Linked DNA regions of Zea mays: regions 1 and 3 are each linked to region 2. Evidence: chromatin contacts called from public Hi-C data. All regions are on one chromosome and are shown on one strand. Each heading gives the region's core, a stretch centred on a gene start, on an enhancer-like site or on the middle of the called end of the contact. The rest is flanking DNA. Distances are from core to core; before and after follow the strand shown.

Region 1 (2,809 bases), core at 269-2,768, 150 kb before region 2:
TCGCTACAAAATTAAAACGAGTCGAGTCGAGCTACTAACAAGCCAAGTCGAGTGATTTATCGAGCCACAAATATTTCGTGCAGCCCTACCATCACGTATCACCGTTAGAGCAACTCCAAGAGGAAGCTAAAAATATCCTCCCAAAAATTAACTATTGGGGGCAGGCTAAAAAATTTTAGAGGTAAATTATAGTGTATACTCCAACAGTTTCTTAAACAAATGCTGAAAACTCTAATCTGGCCCAAGATGCAAGGCGTTTATTTTCCTACTATTGCATCAACATGTGCATACTAGGGTAAATTTAAGTGTGCCATGGCTACGCCAGCCTCTGAAGTCTGAATCATAGAACAGGGGTAAGTTTTTTGACCTTGCTAGAAACTATAAACAGACAAATATGGCTTGAAACATCATCAGTCACTGAGCGAGGCACACAAACTGTAAAAGATAAACAGATGATTGATCGAGATATCCATTATGAACATTGTGTGACATGCTAGTAATATTAACATATCAAGCAACGACCATGTAGCTAGTTTCTAACACAAATGAGAGACAAAAGATCTTTGGATAAAGGCATGCTGGCCTACTACTTGTCCAACTTTCTAGTTCATGAAAACAAGTCAGTCTCCTACCAATTCATCTTCCCAGCACATGAAGACACATAAAAAAACATGTTGACATAGCAGCAGAATGCCCCTACTATCAGAAACTGAGATAGCAGGTTGTGCGTGCCATGAACCATTCATTACTCCCCACCAGACCGTAGAATATCCCATCCACCTCCTACAAGCAACTGCAAGGGCATCAATACCTGGAGCAATCAAGAAATACAAAACTAGTAGTTCTAGAACTAAATCACAACTCACATAAATTATCAAACGTAAACTCTACTATCTATTCAATCCTTATCTCAGGGCAGGGGGCGAGCAGAGGGCAGGGCAGGGGCCGCGCTGTGCGTGCCTGCAAGGTTGCGCACTGTCGCTGCTACTAGCGGGCGGAGGGCGGGGCTAGGGCTGGGCGCTGCAGGGGCTGGGAGCTGGTGGCTGGCTGCCGAGTGCGTCTGCACGGGAGGAGGGATGAAGGAGCCGACTCGACTGGACGAGATGCGAGGGAGCACCGAAGCCGCTGTCGCGGGAGCCGTTGCCCTTGACGTCGTCGCTGCCGAAGTGCTTCAAAGTTCAAACCGGTGCCACTGCCGCAGCCGTCCTTGTGGCCGCTGCCGCCGCCGCCGCCGCCGCCGCCGCCGCCGCCGCCGACACCGATCAGGCCTCTCCCGCCATGGCTACAAACAACACAAAAGCGCGCGAGGGCGAAAATGGGTGCCGGAAACAGGTGCTATGCGCGACAGCGAAGGGATTGGGGGATTTCACCTCGCGCAAATTTGCGGGATGGATCGGCTCGGATGCGTGACGGCGAAAATATGGGGGAAGTTTGCAAGAGCTGTTGGAGGAGAGAAAACGAGCTTTCTCCCTGAAAAAAGTTTTTCGGGGTCTTTTAGCATCGTTCTTGGAGATGCTCTTAGTCCATTACCCACCGAAGGCCCGCCCAACCACCTTCGTATCCGACGGCCCACCCCGCTCGTCTATATCCGCCTCCAAACCCTAGCTCTTCCATTCTTCCCCCTCCGGCGCCGCCTCCCCCAGACACTTCGCCGCCGGCAAGATGGGCCGCGTGATTCGCGCTCAGCGCAAGGGTGCGGGGTCCGTGTTCAAGTCCCATACCCATCACCGCAAGGGCCCTGCCCGGTTCCGGTCCCTCGACTTCGGCGAGCGCAACGGGTACCTGAAGGGCGTGGTCACCGACGTCATCCACGACCCGGGCCGCGGCGCGCCGCTGGCCAAGGTCACCTTCCGCCATCCATTCCGGTACAAGCACCAGAAGGAGCTGTTCGTGGCTGCTGAGGGCATGTACACTGGCCAGTTCGTTTACTGCGGACGCCGTGCTACACTCTCCATTGGCAACGTCCTGCCGCTCAGGGGGATCCCTGAGGGTGCCGTTGTCTGCAACGTTGAGCACCACGTCGGGGATCGCGGTGTCTTCGCCAGGGCGTCTGGGGACTACGCGATCGTTATCAGCCATAACCCAGACAACGGCACATCGAGGTGACGGTCACACTGTCTGCTTAAAGTTCGCATAGCGGTGTCGTTTATTAATCATAACCCATTATGGCAATGTTGAAAACTATTGAACTACGCTCTGTTTTAAACTGGTTCTATTGTACTTAGGGGTGACAATGTGCTCTAAATTTTACACAATAAGATTTAAAGATAATAAGATTTAAAGATCGGATAGGATCGGGCCATATTTTTATTCATTTTTGAACTAAAATTTATTTAGGGCCCTACTATTTTGTGAAAAGCATTTGGATCGCAATCCATTACCACCCCTAATTGTACTCAATGCAGAACTGTTCTGTTTTATTAAGATGATGTGATTTTTTTTGGTTCTATGTTGATTTTTCCAGCAAGTGGTTGTGGTTATGTTGTCATTTTAGTTCAATGCTTGAATGTTTGTTCATATACCATTTCACTTTTGAACCCCTCCCACTGACACTATCAACTATAATGGACTAGTAAAAGAGGCATCTAGTTGAATTATTGAAATGTTTCCTTAGAAACTGAAAACGAAATCTAAGATGTTTCACAAGATGTGACCGAAACCAACTTCTTAGGACAGTACATCCTTATCCATCTTATAAATGATATTTGTTGTTACCGCTTACCGGTAATTTTCTTGTCCACTAGCTTATCTTGATATGCTTTGTTCTTCTCAGTGTAATTAGGGTTTACTGGGTTTCGTGGGTCAGCCT
Region 2 (3,119 bases), core at 425-2,924:
TTTTGTTTCATATAATAATTCATGAACATTACAGAAGCTTCTTGCGTCAGGCTTCAGACCTTGGCTTCTCGTGGCCCACACGAAGATATTTAGCCTTATAATAGCCTCTGGAGTAAGTTGATGAAGATAGACTTCGAAGATTTTCAACACCTCCACGACGAAGCTGCTCAAGGGGAATCGCAATCCGGCTTTCAAAAAGCTTCGGTACACCACAACTTCATTTTCTTCAGGGTGTGGACAAGTCTTTTCCCCTTCGTCCGCCCTCACAATGGACAGATCCCGGAAATACCTTCCTCTCATATTAACAAGATGATTCTCTTTGATAGTTGATTTACCATAAACTGAATGGCTTGGTCGCCAGGGGCGATCTTCGGAGTCTTCGCCACCGCTGTCCACATCATAACTTTCACTGTCACCAGTATCTTCAGACAGCCCTTCCAGAATTTCCCTGGTGATCTTTTCTGTGTTGGTCTTCGACATTGCTATAAGAAACCCTAAGTTCTTCTCTTCATCAAGACTCAGCTTCATTTCAGCAGCAGCCTTCTTAGCAGCTTCAGACATCTTCGGAAACACTAAAAAACTGTTTTCAAAGCCGAAGCTTCAAAGCTAAAAGCTTAGCAGATCACAGTGCACGAGAGCTAAAAAATGAGTGAGCAAGAGTGGTTGGCCAGAAAGCGTGCAAAATAAGTTTGCGGTATGGCCGTATTTATACGCTTGATGCGTTGAAAGTTGAAAGACCCCACTTGTCATTGAATGTTGCTATTCTAGCAAAGGGAAGGTGTTTTTTCGGACCTTCGGCATAAAGCCTTCGTTCATGTCGCAATCTGAATTTATTATTTCAAACAAATTAATATTGCGAGGGGCTACTGTTGGGGGCCTTCGTCCTCCGAAGGTCCTCAAAAACATGATTTAACAATGTTTTCCAAGTAGATTATGTGAACAGGTACCTTCGGACTCAGAATTACGAACATGAAGTGCGGTCAGGACGAAGCCTGAACCAGACGAAGGACGGGCTGATTACCAAGCTCCACGAAGGATGGTGCACAGCCGAAGCTGTGCGCAGGGAAGCTTCGTCGCGATAGCAGAGAGGGGAACCGACTTAAAGATGAAAAGACTACGTGGACCTTGTCAGGTTTCCATAAGTCATTGACAAATGTAATGGACATAAATGTAATTTTACGTGGGCTGTGTCCCGCGTCTATAAATAGATGAACAGTACTCCCGTACTGTTCACGCTGACTTGGCATTTTGCTTTTGCGTCACGCTTGTACTTTTTATCTTCTCTCAGGACCGAAGGTACATTTGTAATTTGAAATCATTTCTATTTTTCCATGTTAATAAAATAGAAATGATCCTATGATGATGCTTATATTATATTTCATGCTTTATATGAATCCTTCGTCATTACTTGTTATGTTTACGAAGGTATGTTTCTTATGATCTTCGTCCGAAACTCATTATTTCCCGAAGGGACATAATGCTTCGAAGGACGAAGGACTTTAACACTTAACACTTTTTATGTTGCCTTGTTCTTAATTCGAAGCATTTAAGAACAAGTCCCCAACAGGAGGATCCCACGACGCACGCCATGACAAAGACCACATACCATATGCCGGCCGGCCGGCAGGCCAAGCCGGCCTCGACCTATACGTACGTCTTGCCTATTTTTTTCCCCAAGAACAAGAAGATCACAGTCAAAAGGTGCTACTTACTATACACGCACAAAAATACATCGAGCACCATGGCATCTCCAACCCGTCAGGCACCAGCACCGCCACCCTTCCTCGTTACTCCCATCATGCTGATGCTGTGGCTGCTGCTCGCTTCCTCGCACACGCGCGGCGCCATGGCCGCGACGCCCAACACGGAGGCGCTCTCGGTGCTGTGCAATGGCGCGTCCTACGGCGCCGGGGACCCCTTCGCGACGAGCCTAACGTTCGTGCTGTCGGAGCTGTTGTCCGCCACGCCGGTCCGGGCAGGCCACGACTTCTACGACATCTCCCCGTACCCGGCCGCCTTCGCGTACGGGCACGCCGCGTGCCGGGCGGCGCTGTCCGCCGCGGACTGCGCTGCCTGCCTCCGCTCCGCCGTGAGCCAGATGGACGCCTCCTGCGGGTACAGCGTCGGTGCCAGGGCCGTGCTCGTGGACTGCAGCGTGCGCTACGAGCAGTACGCGTTCGTGGATTGATTCGTCAGTAGATTTCTAGCTCCTTTCGATTTGTATGTAGTTCTGTGTGGTTTGGTTTCTCGCGTTGGTGTTGCTGCCCAAATGTATGCTCGCGCGCAGGTGATTTGCCAAACCCTTATCTTCTATCCAGCCACGCACCTCCCGAATGATTTGCATGATAAAATCGTACTGTACGAGCTAAGAAATTGACCGATACAACTGAGCAATCTAGTCGGTCATGAAGGTGCTTGCTAATAGACACAAACGATTCATTCTATATTTGTATTTTCTCAGGAATTTAAAACTTTGATCAATATTCAGTTAAATACAAATAAATTTATCAAACAAACTATTGTTCTATAATTTATATGTAAAAGGACAAAAACATAGCATATATAATCGACCCATTATTTATATAAACAGCTTATGGCATTTTTTTTCTTCCTTTTCTCATGACGACCCGTACCACATTCCTCGAACGTACAGTAAAATGCCCTCAAATACTAAGCAAATAAGTCCTCGACTCAAACGTCCAATTTGTAGAATTTTTAGATCGAGTTTGTAAGAACTCTACAAATATAAAATTCCCTAGAAATAAAACAAAAGTTAAATGTTTTTAATAAACACATCCTGGCCTCGGGAGGAACTCAGTCTAGCCCATTTCCTTACCTGGTATTCTCTTGGCCTTGCACGGCCTGCGGGCTGACCTCTCTCTCCCTCTCTATTCATACTAGCAGTGGCCCAACCATTTTATCGAATCAGTTTTGTGTTCTTCCTTTTCTCTAATCTAACTAGCAACCAACCTTCCAAAATTCATATCTCACCGGTTCAAACTTTAATTGACTTTGATTTTTCTTCCTAAATTCATTAAATTCAAATGATATCTTTAAAAATAAATTTGATTCTTTTACCAATAACACATCATTATAAAATTTAAATGTACTTTTGCTAT
Region 3 (2,798 bases), core at 52-2,551, 210 kb after region 2:
GGTGGTGGATCGTTTTTTGAAGTATGCTCATTTCTTACCACTAAAACATCCATTTTCTGCTGCTGTTGTTGCCCAGGGTTTTCTGGATAATGTGGTTAAGCTTCATGGAGTTCCTAAGACATTAGTGTCTGACAGGGATAAGGTCTTCACTAGTCAATTCTGGAAAGCTTTATTTCAGACATTGGGAACTCAGTTGGCTTTATCTACAGCCTATCACCCTCAGTGAGATGGCCAATCTGAAAGAGTTAACCAACATGTTGAAATGTATTTGAGGTGTGCCATTTCTGATACTCCAAAGAAATGGAAGCACTGGTTACCCTTGGCTGAATTGTGGAACAATTCTTCTTTTCATTCAGCCATTGGATGTTCTCCTTTTAAGGCACTATATGGCTATGATCCAGCTGTTTTTGGGGAGTTTGGGGTTGCTGGTACTGGTGAGCATAGTGTGGATGAGATGTTGGCTGAAAGGCAGAGTTATTCCAGGCTCTTGCAAGACAAGTTGGCAGCTGCTCGCAATCGTATGAAATTACAAGCAGATAAACATCGAACTGATAGAGAATTTCAGGTGGGCGAATCAGTTCTTCTTAAGCTGCAACCTTATGTGCAGAGTTCAGTGGTAAATAGACCATGTCCAAAGTTGGCTTTCAAATATTTCGGACCTTTTACTGTGCTGAAGCGTATTGGGACAATTGCTTATGAGTTGGAGTTGCCGGCTCATGCCTTAATTCATCCAGTATTTCATGTTTCTCAACTGAAACCTTTTACTCCTAACTCTGTTCCAGTATTTTTTGATCTGTCTAAGTTGGTGGATTTGTGTGGGCTGGAGGTTAAACCAGTGCAGATTTTAGACCGCCGTCTGGTGTGCAAAGCAGCCACCCAGTGGTTCAAGTGAAAGTGGCTTGGTCTCATTTGGATTCTGCTGATTCTACTTGGGAGGATTTTGATGTTTTGAAGGCCAGGTTTCCAAATGAGCTTGATTGGGGGCAATCAACATCTGGAGCAGGGGGAGATGTGAGAACCTCTACTACTTCTTAGTATAGCAATTATCTTTTGAAATATCAGGCCGGTATTGGGCCGTGTAATCTTGGAAGGATTAAGCCCAGATTGTAATAGTTATAAGTACTCATACTTGTGAACGAAGAAACGGATGAGAAGAATAACAGAAATCATAACCACATACCTGAATCTTCTTCCTGGTTACCTGTGTAGGTGCTCACGTCGGGGTGGAGACGCCACGGCCAAGGGGACCGTGACAAGGGACAAAGCCCTTCGAGCTCGAGACAGGGCAACGCCGAGCTTTCGATTTTGCGGAACGGAAGTCGGAAGCGGAAGCACAAAGAAGACAATCGCGATGGGATTATATAGGAAGGGGAATAAAGGGAAGGGATGCCTGAGGGCTGTGACCTCAGGCTTGGACCGCCACCGCCAGTGGCGCAAAGAAACTAAACTCTGACAATGGACCTGCGTTTTGGGCCTTCCTGCCCCAATCCACATCGATGTTTTTTTTTCAACCGTTCGATCTCATCTGGATCTAGATGACAAGAAAAGGTCTCGCACAATGGCTGTTCCGCAAGGGCCCCAGATGAATCCGAACGGATAGTCGAACATTAAACATAAAAATAAGTTATATTCAATTTTATATTTAAGAGAGAAAACTGACTGATAGTTAAGGATGATAAAATGGACCTTTTCTATCCCACATATAAATTGATATCGATGAAGAGGCCCATGTAATTGTAAATGACATTGCGAAACGTACTTTACCACAATTTTGTGTACAGAGCAAGATGAAGGCATGCGAAGCCCTAATGTTTTTATCAACTACCATAATTCGCCCCCACCCCCCAATTAATTATATGATATTGTCATTTTGTTTATTTTAACAAATATTGAATTGATGACCCAAAACTTATCCAAAAAACGTTTGGTATTGCATCCCTATTGATAGGTCACAGCCTCAAAGGCGACAACGATGAAGCCGGCTTAGTAGTACATCTGAATCTGAGATACAAATTCTGCAAAGCAATATGAATGAAATTGTGGTTTTATGAATGACTATTGACTACAAGCCATCGTTTACGTTCTAGCCGCAGTATCAGCTGAGTTTCGCCATTTTTTCTTTTTCGCCACTGACCGAGAAACGGTCTGGTTTCAAATAGATTTTGATTCAAAATATAAAAATACAAAAGTCAAATTTTGATCAACAAAATGAAATTTGGATCACCCAAAACGAAATTGTGAACACAAACCAGATAGGAGTTTAGGAGTAGTAGCTCAGTTTTTTTATTGGGCTGTACAAATTGATATCTCTAAAACCATCTAAGTGGTAGCTCAGTTAGCAATGATATACAACAGTATAAAAGTATCTGAAAATTAGATACATCAAGATCAGGACATGTTAAATAACCTATACACCAGCTTGCCGAGAAACGATCAGTCATGGTTCATGAAAGTTTAATGTTGGTCACTTGTTTTCAATTGTTGTATGGAATCAAAAACAAGGCAACACAATGTTAAAAGTAGAAGCCTTCGTCCTTGAAGTGTTATTACTTCGGGATAACTATTCAAAGACGAAGGTTGAATGTAGTCGAATGAAATACACAAGAGTATGACGAAGATATGAGAGCTTATCTAATGTGCCTTATCATTTCATTTATCTTATACAAAGCAGGTTTATAATCATACCTTCGGCTTCTTGATGCAAGATAGCATGAAGATCTTTCAGAGGCTGAGCTATACGAAGCTATAACACCTAGCTAAAGGTACTTTATGTGGGGTACTGTTCATCTATTTATAGG

Evidence for each region. Hi-C and Micro-C count contacts between places; a contact is called where the count stands out from the background.
Region 1: a Hi-C map of ear shows a contact between it and region 2, with 3 times the contacts expected there. The contact joins the promoter of LOC100191681 here to the promoter of LOC100277789 in region 2. A contact is called at or near these places in 2 of 25 Hi-C or Micro-C datasets (ear and tassel).
Region 3: a Hi-C map of tassel shows a contact between it and region 2, with 2.6 times the contacts expected there. The contact joins the enhancer-like site here to the promoter of LOC100277789 in region 2. A contact is called at or near these places in 2 of 25 Hi-C or Micro-C datasets (ear and tassel).

Annotation. Positions count from the first base shown.
Region 1 is chr7:35,217,097-35,219,905 of Zm-B73-REFERENCE-NAM-5.0, forward strand. It overlaps LOC100191681 (60S ribosomal protein L8), which reads left to right and starts at 1,519. Exons shown (of 2, transcript NM_001137110.2): 1 at 1,519-2,102. The coding sequence starts at 1,663.
Region 2 is chr7:35,361,985-35,365,103 of Zm-B73-REFERENCE-NAM-5.0, forward strand. LOC100277789 reads left to right here and starts at 1,675. Exons shown (of 1, transcript NM_001151269.2): 1 at 1,675-2,303. The coding sequence starts at 1,742. The coding sequence ends at 2,188.
Region 3 is chr7:35,577,335-35,580,132 of Zm-B73-REFERENCE-NAM-5.0, forward strand. No RefSeq gene overlaps it. Among protein-coding and RNA genes, the nearest start is that of LOC100383907, 48 kb to the right of the region's middle. Within about 2 kb of position 1,302, at least 4 of the 20 cell types and tissues checked have an H3K27ac peak or open chromatin away from gene starts, as enhancers often do. A contact at or near this core is called in tassel, where this site is marked.